2 separate regions of the Rattus norvegicus genome follow, and region 2 is linked to region 1. The links are chromatin contacts, called in public Hi-C maps. All regions are on one chromosome and are shown on one strand. Each heading gives the region's core, a stretch centred on a gene start, on an enhancer-like site or on the middle of the called end of the contact. The rest is flanking DNA. Distances are from core to core; before and after follow the strand shown. Region 1 overlaps Pvt1 (Pvt1 oncogene). Region 2 has its middle 310 kb from the start of Pvt1.

Evidence for each region. Hi-C and Micro-C count contacts between places; a contact is called where the count stands out from the background.
Region 2: a Hi-C map of liver shows a contact between it and region 1, with 4 times the contacts expected there. The contact joins two enhancer-like sites. A contact is called at or near these places in 2 of 12 Hi-C or Micro-C datasets (liver and mammary epithelial cells).

Annotation. Positions count from the first base shown.
Region 1 is chr7:95,591,244-95,597,193 of GRCr8, forward strand. The region is part of intron 1 of Pvt1 (Pvt1 oncogene); the gene reads left to right. Among named protein-coding and RNA genes, the nearest start is that of Pvt1, 48 kb to the left of the region's middle. Within about 2 kb of position 1,973, at least 66 of the 93 cell types and tissues checked have an H3K27ac peak or open chromatin away from gene starts, as enhancers often do. A contact at or near this core is called in liver, where this site is marked.
Region 2 is chr7:95,849,954-95,856,009 of GRCr8, forward strand. No RefSeq gene overlaps it. Among named protein-coding and RNA genes, the nearest start is that of Pvt1, 310 kb to the left of the region's middle. Within about 2 kb of position 1,903, at least 26 of the 93 cell types and tissues checked have an H3K27ac peak or open chromatin away from gene starts, as enhancers often do. A contact at or near this core is called in liver, where this site is marked.

The DNA of each region.
Region 1 (5,950 bases), core at 723-3,222:
ACCCCCATTTAGTTCGACAGTCCATCACTATTTGAGAAACTGGAACCTGAAGCTGGTCATTGGTTTCCTTCCCTGATTTGGAAGGTGTGGGGCGATAGGAAGTGAGCTGTAAAGGTTAGTACGTGCATGTGTGGATGTGGGCCCCACAGGTTTGAATCTCGCTGTGACTATCACTAACCTCTCTGGCCCTCTGTTTAGTCGCTCTCTAAAATAAGAAGTCACAGTGATGTCTGTCTCACAGGATTGAGGTTGTTCCGTGAGTTAAATTATATAGAACAATTGAATGGTATACTTTGCAGCATCTCAGCAAGATGGTAACCAGGATTAAGGGAAGTAAAGCCCTGAGTACCAAAACAAGGCTGAGAGAGTTGAGCTGAGGCCACTGGACATTCCTTATTATCAGGAAGACTCTCTGCTGTCACAACATAGGTGACTACCTACCGTTTCTCAACTTCTGGTCACATAGAAATGTGAGAAAGAATTCCTTTCTTCCTTCCTTTTTTAAAAAAGATTTATTTATTTATTATATACACTGTACCTGTCTTCAGACACACCAGAAGAGGGCATTGGATCCCATTACAGGTGGTTGTGAGCCACCATGTGGTTGCTGGGATTTGAACTCAGGACCTCTGGAAGAGCAGTCAGTGCTCTTATCCACTGAGCCATCTCTCCAGCCCATCTTTCTTTCTTTCTTTCTTTTTTTTTTTTCTGGAGCTGAGGACTGAACCCAGGGCCTTGCGCTTCCTAGGCAAGGGCTGTACCACAGAGCTAAATCCCCAACCCCGCTTCCTTCCTTCCTTCCTTCCTTCCTTCCTTCCTTCCTTCCTTCCTTCCTTCCTTCCTCCCTCCCTTCCTCCCTTCTTCCCTCCCTCCCCCCCTCCCCCCTCCTTCCCTCCCTTCTTTCCTTCCTTCTTCCCTCCCTCCCTTCCTTCCTTCCTTCCTTCCTTCTTCCCTTCCTCTCTCTCTCTCTCTTTCTCTTTCTTTCATCCTGGCTGTCCTAGAGTTTGCTATGTAGACCAGGCTAACCTCTAACTCAAAGATCCTCCTTGCCTCTGCCTCCCAAATACTGGGAGCAAGGATATGTACCACCATGCCCAGACTTAAATGAATGATCGGGATGCTCTTTCATAGTGATCCCTTGAGGGCCTTGGCCCTCCCTTCCTCTAATATAGAGGTCCAGCTTGCATGGCCAATGCTCTTGTGACTTTGCTGACCTAGATGTTACGGGGAAAGAAAGCAAATTTCTCAGGCTTCTCCTGGAAGCCTGTATGGAAGAGAAGCAGCAGGAGCTGCAGCGATCCCATAAAGAAGGGATAGAATAGAGGGATTCTGTTTGGAGTGGCCAGCTGACTGAAGAAAGGTCTCCACAATATATATATATATATATATCAATGTCATTTTGACTCAAGCTGGTTGTGACAGAAGCTTTCTGTAGGGGTGTTTTTGCTGGGGTAAGTGACCAAAGTTGAGTTTTAATAAATAAAGATGAATAAAGAGGGAGGGGAAGGTGGGAGGTTGGGGGTGGAGGCGGGGCAAGATACTCTCTGAGCCTGGACGTCATTCAGCATGATTTACACTGGGGGTTCCATTGTGCCCTTGGGCCCAGGCTCTATTTTGCCCCTTTGTTCCCTGTTCTATTCCTGGCTCCTCTCCCCCAGTTCTAGAAGCCAGCTTGCTGCAGCCCTAGCAGGGAAGCTTGCTGACTTCCTGGCCATCCCCACCCCTTCCCGGGTCCTGGATCCTGCTTCCTTTCTCCCCCCTCGACAGTGATCTCATCCCAGCCGGGAAATGGGACTCTTGTTGCCCCTGCCTATTTGCCCTGGCCGAATGACAGGGCTATCACGTGCCCTTGCTGGGATGCCAGGTGTCTGAATCGCAGGCAGAGGGCAAGGCAGGCAGAGGAGGGCATTCCTTTAGCCTGAGTTTTGTCGGTAGCTTGGCACAGGACCCCCTGCCTCTAGAAGTGACTCAAGAGGTTTTCTGCATGCCCTTCTAGTGGGCTGCTGAATCATGCTATGAGTCACACACACTACAGCTCTGTACTCAACAGTGAGCCCTTTGTGGAACCCAGATAGGCTTTCCTGATTCTTGGGGCATTTAAAGGCAATCCACACTGGCATTTGATGCTCTCTGCCCCCCTTAAGGACTCTTTTATCCTGATTCCTTTCCAGGCCTCTGCATGTGGGCTAGGGAATACGCACCTTCACGTCAGACTGCCAGCTACGATTCAGAATCCAAAAGTTCATTTCAAGTTAGCAGCTGGGTGACAGGCAGGGAGCCAGGGAGGTGATTAAGCAAGCTGGGGCAGGAGTGAAGTAGGGCAGATTCCTGGGCCCTGGGCGGGTCCCAGGAAGATCAGCCAACTTTCTTGTATCTGCTGTAGTTTGGGAGCATCCTGAAGCTCCCTTGAGAATTCAGTCTTTTTTTTTTTTTTTTTTTTTTGAGGGAACAGGTGCAATAATTTTTTTTTATATTAATTGCATTGTCCTTATGTCCTTATACCAATTTGGTGTTTGAAGAAGTGGGGTCTAGTAGGAGATGATACCAGTTCAGAGGCAGATCGAGAAGCAGAAGTCAGAACATCTAGAATTTGATGCGCAGACCTGCCTGACTCGGTTTAGCATCCCACCTCCAGCCCCCATGTCTGGTTGCGGGAGTCTCCCTCTTAAGGCACCTGTAGTACAGGAAACCAACTACCAAGGTGAAATACAAATGTCTTTAGAAGGCCTGGGCTCTCTGTGGGGCCAGCCTGCATGCTGAGTCCAATGCTTGCCTCTGGTAGAGGAGGGCATTCAACTGTTGTGGGCAGGGAGCTTGGCAGTGAGGACTTTTTAGGGTTTCTGTATCTTTCTGGTTCACACTGGACAGAGAGCCCTAGCTGACCCTGAGTGGAACGATGTTTGGTTGTATAGTTGTGCGAGCACAGGAGATGCTGCTAAGGTTTGGGCTCTGGAAATTTTCCTCTGCTTATGTGGCTTTGGTGGAGTCACCTCTGTGGGCTAGTGGTAGTTAGTTCTCAAGCCTGACCCATCCTTTGGGACTTAGTCTCTTTTATGGCTTCCTAGGTAAGACTGATGACCCATGTGTTAGTGCTGATGCCAGCCACTTGTGGAAGTGGTCCAGTCTTTAGCCACTGCTTCTGCACTGGGGCCAGATGGGCTAGACCTCAAAGATCTGTAGGGGCAAGTTGGTAAAGAGTCGTCCCTTGAATTCATCTGGAAGCTCATGACTAGAAAGATGACTAGGAGGGCATTGTTCCCTTCTATAGAAGGTGATGAGTGAGCTGGAAACAGCTTTGGGTATGGATGGGCTTTGAAGGCAAGCATTGTGACTCGTAGCACAAAGGTAGATGGTGATGGGGAATTTCTAATAGGGTGTTGCTGTAGAACGAGGTTGTTACAAACCTTCTGATCCTCCCTTCCCTGCCTCCCTGGTGCAGGTGTAGGCAATGTCACCAGATTTCTGGGTTTGATAGACGCCTTCGGAGCTTTCTTGTGTCCGTGTTGATTGGTTTTCTAGAGGCATCATCTATTACTGTGGCGTTCCAATACGAATGGCCACTTGAGTCGTTTTTTCACAAACTCGGATGTACCACAGTTGCTTCTGTGACCTGGACCTACCTTTTATTTATTTTCCCCCCACCGGAGCTGGGGACCGAACCTAGGGCCTTGCGGTTGCTAGGCAAGCGCTCTACCACTGAGCTAAATCCCCAACCCCTGGACCTACCCTTTTGATCCTTCCCTTTTCTCTACCTACCAGCGTTCATTTTTAGTGACATTTAAAAATATTTCCCATTATGTTTATTTTATTTCTCCCTGTGTGAATTTGTGTGGGAGTGAGTGCATGCATTCGTTTGCTTATGCCACAGTGCACATGTGTAGGTCAGAGGACAACTTTCAGGACTTGGTTCTCTCCTTCTGCCTGTGGATTCCAGGGACTAAACTTAGGCTATTTGCTGGCCTTATCAGTTGGAAAACAATCGTCTGTGCCACACAAAGGAATGTATGAACGATGCGAAAATGACTCTGCAAGGTAATTTCTTTTTGTAGAATGGACATACCTGAACTCAGATTGGGCCCGTGAACACACATGGACCAAATGGTCTTTGTCTTTTATTCCTAACACAGGTAGTAATTATTTCCCATCTTATTGGTGGAAACTCAGTTTGATATGATTGGCTAATCAGCCTGATGGGCATGGAGGAGGTTCGGGGAATATAGACCTCTGTTGATTGAAGAAAGAAACATTTCTCACAGCAGCAAACACTTTTATGCATCAGGCCATCTTGCCTCCCCTTTAATAGCATGTTTAACTGAGATAGAGAGGGTTCCACCTCCCCTCTTTTGTAGTAGATTGGCTCATGTTCAACTCATTCATATTGACCATTCAACTCCCCAATTTCACCATTATATCCTTAGAAGACACAAAACAACAATGACAGGTTTCTTTCCTCATTGAACAGGAGAAGAAAGACCAGGAACAGTACTGGAATTTTTAATGCAAAAGCCTGGACTTCTGTATATGCTTATATTCAGAGGCAGCCCCTGTATACTATGTTTAGCCATTGGCCCTTAGTCTACCATTTAAATAGATAAGAAACGGTGCAAAAATAGAGAGAGGACTTATATTCCTTAGTGTGGTCACACTGGAAATAGGAATAAATAAAGGGTTCTAGTTCCCCCTCCGCTCCAAGACTGTCTCCTGGGACACTGACATGAGCTTCAGGTTTGAATGGAGAAAGTTTTGGAGCAAGGAGCAAGAAGGCCACACCATGATTAAGCAATCCTGGTCAAAGGGTGGTATGCTTGATCATTGTCTCACTATAGTTCTCTTAGGTGGTCCAAGAAAGACCTTAGCCACTGTCATTGCCGGATGGGCTCAATCTGTGTCATAGGAAAGGCAGATTACTTCTGTTGTGTTAGAAGGCAGCTCATATGCTGGGCCAACAGAGTCCCACGAGAAGAGGTTTATTAGGGGGAAGCGAGGAAGAGAAGAGGGGGTGAGGGGTTGGGGTGTCTGCCTTTTTATTTGGGCCACCACCACACACAGGTGTGTGTGTGTGTGTGTGTGTGTGTGTGTGTGTGTGTGTGTGTGTGTGTATACCATGGCAACAGACGCAAGAGGGTCCTTGTCGCCTAGGGTCATCATCGATGGATTCGGAGGCTGACTGCAAATGGCTTTGATGCCAACAACTTCTGCTCTGGATGCAGCCAGGGCATCATGGATATTTGCCCTCATCTGGTTTCCTTGTTCTTGGCATCCAAGATAACAGCAGGTTTTAGACAATGACCTAAGTCTATGTTGTTAACCTTGAAGGAGGAAGAGAAAGGGTAGACATACTCCTTGAGCTGCAGACATTTCTATATGTAGCGGTAAGCAGGTAACTCACAGTATAGGGAATGGCCATATGAAATGGGAAACAAGAATGCTAGGCTGTTACCCAATTTGTGGACCCACATGAGCTGTCAATAAATGCTTTTATTTTATTTTATTTTTATTTTTTTTTTTTTAGCCAGAGCCACTTCTTAAGCATCTGTTTTAGCTCTAGTTCTGACTTAGGGAAGGGCACGAAGGTGAAATAGCTTTCTCATGGTCACAAGGTGACAGAGGTGGAATGTGAACTCTGGTAGGCTTTTGAACTTGCTTGTCTCCTTGCTAGTTTGCATCGTTTTCACTGAATAATCAGGAACCTAGCAGGTTCCCGAAGAGATATGCACCTCTGCTCTCCTGCATGCTCTGTATAGGTCTGTATCCCACGAGGATGCCCACTGGTCCATCTGATGTCTAAATGCTCCCCGTTTACACTGTGCAGGGACAGGGCCATTCTGAAAAGAAGGATCAGTATGAAAGTGCGATCTATACCTATTGTGTTCTGGGAGGTGAATTTTGGGTTTGCTATTCAGCTAACCTGTTATAACATCAATTTCCTTGTCTGTCAAACAAGGGTGAT
Region 2 (6,056 bases), core at 653-3,152, 260 kb after region 1:
TAGAAAGACCCATCCTATAAGCAAATGGTACTATTTCTTGACTTTAGGTCCTAGCCTATATAAGGTGGGGGGAGGAGGGAGAGAAACTAATTTGACCAACCATGCATGTATTCATTCCCTGCCTGCTCTTGACTAGCTGCTCAAAGTTCCTGCTGCCTTCACTGGCTCACTGGCCTAGAGTTGAGAGCTGGAATGATCCCATTCTCCTTTGGGTTGCTTTGATTAGCATATTTTATCACATTAACATGGGCAAATCAGGGTAGTGGGATAAAAATGTCCTAGGAAAAACTTGAGAGGCATTTAATACAGGAGGAACGAAAGATGGCAAATCTGGGAAAGGCAAGAGGAAGGAAGAAGTCTCGACTTACCTAAGGTCATGCACAATGAGTATGAGTGAACTTCAGAAGTGCTACATTTTGATTCTCTTATAATGCCTATGTCACATAGTCAGTCAACAACCAAAACTCTGCAGTGGTCTGCCAAGGTCAGTGTGGTTATGATCCTGTCTTCTGAGCCCATGCTTCTCTACTTCCTCCAGAGTTTCAGGATATAAAGTTCACCTTTACATTCTGTCTATATCTTTGCCCTCCCTGAGCTTGACCCCCTGCTTCTGAAGAAGCGTGTTTACACTTACTCAGAAATCCTCAGTTCATATCCCTTTACTTGCCCCTTCTGTATGATTTTTTTTTTTAGACAAAACCACAAACCCAGATGGGCAATTAGAGATTCACAGTGGCAGTAATTTGGGATGATTTTGGCTAATTGCTGTCCTGTGTGAAAGAGGGCATCGTCTTTGACAGCTGGCCTGAGCAATCAGAAGTGTTTGAGGAGAGTTTCTCTTAGAGAAACTTTGAAAATGGTGGGGGCGGGGGTGGGCAGTGACCTGCTATAGTTAGTCAGAATGTTCTATTTGCCTTTAGCCCTGCACTGGCAAAACCCTGAGCTCTGGAAGACACTGCATGGATTAAATAGCTCTTTGAGTTTGTGAAGTTATAGTCTCACTTACAGTTTAACAAGTTTAACACAGGTTGCTACTTTGACTGTCTCAGCTGAACTGGGAGGATCCCTAGACACAGAGAAGATGGGGAATTTGATGACATTATATTTCCTCTCCTGAAGTTCACTGGGAGTAAATTGTATGACCCATTCCTTCCCTCCCTCCTTCCTCCATTTCTCTTTTCCTCCCTTCCTTTCTCCTCTTTCTCTTCCCTCCTCCTCCCTCTCCTCCCCCTCCTCCTCCCCCTCCTCCTCCTTCTTCTTCTCCTCCTCCTCCTCCTTCTTCTTCTTTTCCTCCTCCTCCTCCTCCCCCTCCTCCTCCCCCTCCTCCTCCTCCTTCTTCTTCTTTTCCTCCTCCTCCTCCTCCTCCTCCTCCTCCTCCTCCTCCTCCTCCTCCTCCTCCTCCTCCTCCTCCTCCTTCTTCTTCTTCTTCTTCTTCTTCTTCTTCTTCTTCTTCTTCTTCTTCTTCTTCTTCTTCTTCACTTTTCTGCTTCAGACAAATTAGCACACCACCAGAGAAAGAGGAAATCAATTTACATTCTTACTTTCTTCTAAGGGCAAAAGAATACACTGGTTCACTCTCCTTTTCCATCTCTGCCAGGGTCATCAGTGGGTGGCGTTAAGTGCTATGCAAAGTCTGGGAAAGGTCTTGTTGCCACACTTTGTGCTCTTGCCTTTCTATGTGTGGTTTGTGTCACCTCTGGGCACTGTCCCCATTCCAGTGAATGCAGCATGCTGGGATCACACTGTGAAGCTGTAGGGGGTGTCTGAGTTCACATGTCCTGCATTCCAGGCAAATGTTTTTAATATTGAGCAATGCTATGATTTGCCAGGGTGAGGTCTGTACAATTGGAATGCCACTGAAAAGGAAAGTCCCGGACAGATAGTGACTCAAATCATCTCCTCCACTCACAATCCTTGGGGCTTTAATTCCTTCTCAATTCCCTCATGATAAATACAGCTCAGTGTACTTACTGACCACACAGCTCTTATTGGTTCTGATAAGTACAACTTCCCAAGAGATAGGGACGCAAATTGTTATATTTTGTTGAGTCATGTGTACTCAGCAACTCTTTCCCAAACATTGCATCAGTAATTGGCAGCTCCCAGGTCTCTGCTGGATAACACTCCATGCCCAGGAAAAGCTCTATCCATTTCATTTAAAAAAAATGGTCTCCCTCTGTCTGGCTGTGATAGCTGGCTCTTAAGGAAGCTGAATCCCCGAGGGAGCAAAGACAAACTGCATTCTCAGATAAGTTAGAAAACTATAGTTATTGTACTTTCTACCTACACTGGTCTCCTAGCAACAAGACAGCTGGTGGCTTCTACCAGGAAAAGGAAGCCTGGAACTTGGGGGAGCCCGTCTGAATTCTTGTCCGCACAGTCTGCTTTATTTGAAGCTTGGCTGCATTCTTGGGTGTGGAGACCCAGAAGTCCAGTCATCGGAACATTCCTTGACCTTTACTTGACCTCCATCAATGAGCAGATAGAGGGAAAGCAGACGGGAGGTGCTTTCACAAGAATTTTTTTCACAAGAATCTCCTTGGTTCAGAACAGATAATTTCCTTTCATTTGAGGAGGGGCAGTTGGAAGGCTGCCTATGACATGGAGAGAAATCCCAGAAAAAGCAAGGAGCTAAGTGGGTGTCAGAAACCAGGGGTCCTACTGGTGTCAATCTCTTCCTGAGGAGCATGGACAGAGAATTCTTGTGCTCTTGTTCTGACATAGTGTTGACTTTTTCAAGTATAAAGTAAGGGGACTGAAATAGATGTCCTCTCAGGGTTGTATGCCTATATGTGTTTTTAAATAATTTCCCAAATATACTATCATATAATCAGCCTTTCTGTCTGTCTCTGTCTGTCTCTGTCTGTCTCTCTGTCTCTCTGTGTGTGTCTGTGTGTGTCTCTGTGTATATATGTATCTGTCTGCCTGTCTGTCTGCCTTTCCATCTCCCTTGTTTACTGAGCTCTTACTATGGAACAGGCACTGATTATGAATATCATTTCACTAGTTTCTAATCCATATTGTAGCAACTACTCAAAGGCTCTCATTTCTACTTCCTACTGGAGGTAGGTTATAGGTCCTTGGAATGTAGGGACTTGTCCTAATTGTCCCCTAACCTTGATATGTTGTGTGGCACACAGATAAGAAATAACTTCTTTAGCCAAACAAATTCAGCACACTCATGTACACACGTGCCTACCCAGACACACACTTGCACACCCACAGGTGCACAATATACACACTTGTTTACCCACATATACACATTCAGATATCCATGCCCACACGGCCACATAGATATACTAAAGAGCAATGAATATCAACCACCAGTGTTGCCAGGACTTTTAAGCCAGGGCCTGAATTTTAGAGCCATATTGCACGGGTAAAGTACCTAAAATGATCTGATAGCAATTGGTCTTTCATACATCACTCAGTAGCTTCTACAGATACAGTTTGCTACTCTTCACAATTGTGAGGCTCAGTATGCGAGTGAAAACAACAGAATGGGGAATGACACCCAATAATGTAACTTTCACATCTCTACTCAAATGAGATGTAAGTTGATGTGGTGGTATAGGTCTTTAATCTCAGCCTGTGGGAGGTGAAGGAAGGAGGGTCAAGAGTTCATTGTCATCTTTGATGGAGTGGCAAGTTTAGGATCAGCTTGCACTACAAGATAGTTTGCTTCCAAATGAATAATGGATTACTAGATAGCTAAATGTAGAGTATAGGGGGTGAGAATATGACAGACATCTTTTACTGAATGCTGAACTTGAGGTTTGAAACGGTAAAACTATCCATCTACCCCTTTATCACCATTATGGAGCCTTGATTACTTGCTGTGTTTCTCGCTTTAGGCTCACGATATACTTTTTATTTCTTGCTGTCATTCATTGGAGAATGAATACCAATGATTAGATCTCAATTTCAAAGGGTATGGTTATTGACACTTAGACAGATTAACTACTGGACCCATATAAACTGAGCTACACCTGGCACAATGAAGATTTCTACGTAGGTAGCCTGACTCCAGAGAAAACTGTGCTGGCAGCTATGAACTACTCATTTACTCAGTGTCCCTGGGGTCTTGTGATCCCTGCTGATGTGGAGCTTCCTTTAGGCTCATCCTCAAGGGATTTTATCCTTTATGCTGCTATACATCATTGCCCCTTAGATTAAGAAAAAAGAATCCAGAAGCTAGAGAAGCACCAGTCACTGGAGTTTAACAGTGGAAAGACTTTCCACTAGGTCCTCGTGTCTAGTGAATTCCAATTGTGGGGCATGGCCTGGTTATTGGGTTGTAAAATCAAGTTAATAGTTCATGACCCACAGTCCAAAAATGAAATGAAATACAACAGACAGTATCAAAGGCAACAGCACTTGGGGCAATGTGGGGTGATGGCACAGTTGTATGTCATCAACATGTGTATTTGTTTGAGTCACTATGAGAAAGCATTTTTTTTTTACTGACTCTGTTATACCTGCCTATTGTTTCTCTTGTTTTTGTTTTTGTTTCTCCAATTCATCTTTTATGTAAAGAGGTTTCATGTACCCTAGCGGGAGGGGAGGAACAGGAAAAGATATTAGGATGAATTTCACAAATTCCATCTTCTAGGTTCTACCTGTTCCCTGTTTTGTAACTTCATGGACTATTTCATATTCCTAAAAGAGGTGGGCAGCACAAGTCTTGCCTAGCACTCATAAGACCATTGTATGCTTAGCACCCACTAAAGAGAAAAGAATAGAAAAGCCACTGAGGTCTATGTCAGAACTGTGGTATGGTGGATAGTCATCCATCCCTGTACGGTTTGGTTTGACACCCAAGGTTCAGATGTGCACCCAGAACTGGGCAGACAAGCATAGAACAGGCAGGAGGTTTAGAGATGTGGTTAATGCTGCTGTTTTTAGACACTTGTAAGGATCAGTGCAACAACTTATTACTTATACTGTATCTGCAAATAATGCGCAGAATTGAGCACATTATTTAAAGAGACATAGTAAACATTGCTACCTGATGGGGGTAGAGGAATAAAAGCTGGATGAAGCAGCAGAGACAAACATGGATAGGAGAGATTATACTTTGGTCCAGATCAGCAGCTTAAGTACAAATGTGACAGGAATTTAGTTGACAGCATTTCAGGGCTCAAAGTCCAGGGTTGTTAATTAACTTATCTCTGAGTAGTCACCACATCCTGGGCCAAAATCAAGGTAAGTGTGGCCACACTCAGCCTTTTGTGGACATAACATTGTGGAGTACTACTGGGCATATCTGGGGCAAAAAATGCTCAGTATACTTTACAGCTTCCAAATTAAGTCTCTTTTCCTAATTCTTCATTTTGGTTTAGTCCCATGACTTTGAGCATCAGATTGTGGCAGAAATTATTTGTCACTTGAGCCTATTTCCCAATTTTCAGAACTCTGATAAATGTATTTGTAAATAAGACATGGTTCGTCTCCTGGATGAAGTCAGTGATGAAGGCCTCCATCTGTCCTAGTCAAAAACCATCCTGTACCAACCAATGAAGCCATCTGTATAAGCCCATTTGAGATCAAGCACCCCTATCCTGTGCTAGAGCTGCTGACCTGACAATTGAGTCCTTCTTTTTGAAATAGCTTCAGAGCCTAGCAGATAAATGCATAGCCTTGTATTTGCATGCCCATTCTAAGGATCCTACGCTAGTCTTGTCTGAGTATTGAGAAACATTAACTTCACAGCCGTTATCTAGAAACACATGAAACACACACACACACACACACACACACACACACACACACACACACACACAGTGTTCAGTTCAGGTTAATAAGCAAGGCTCTGTGGCTCTGTAAACTTTCTGGATAAAAGGTTAAGAATGCTATACACTGCCCAGGTTGATCTTGAACTCCTTAACCTCCCAAGTGAGTAGATGAGATTATAAGTCCCTGCTGTGGTGGCCCAGCTTTATGAACTTAAGGATGTTCAGTGTAGTTAGTACTATTTCCAGATAGCAGAGGGTCAGGCGTAAATGCTCTTATCTTTCTGTTGTAGGACCCAGGCTCCCATTTCCTCTTTAACCATG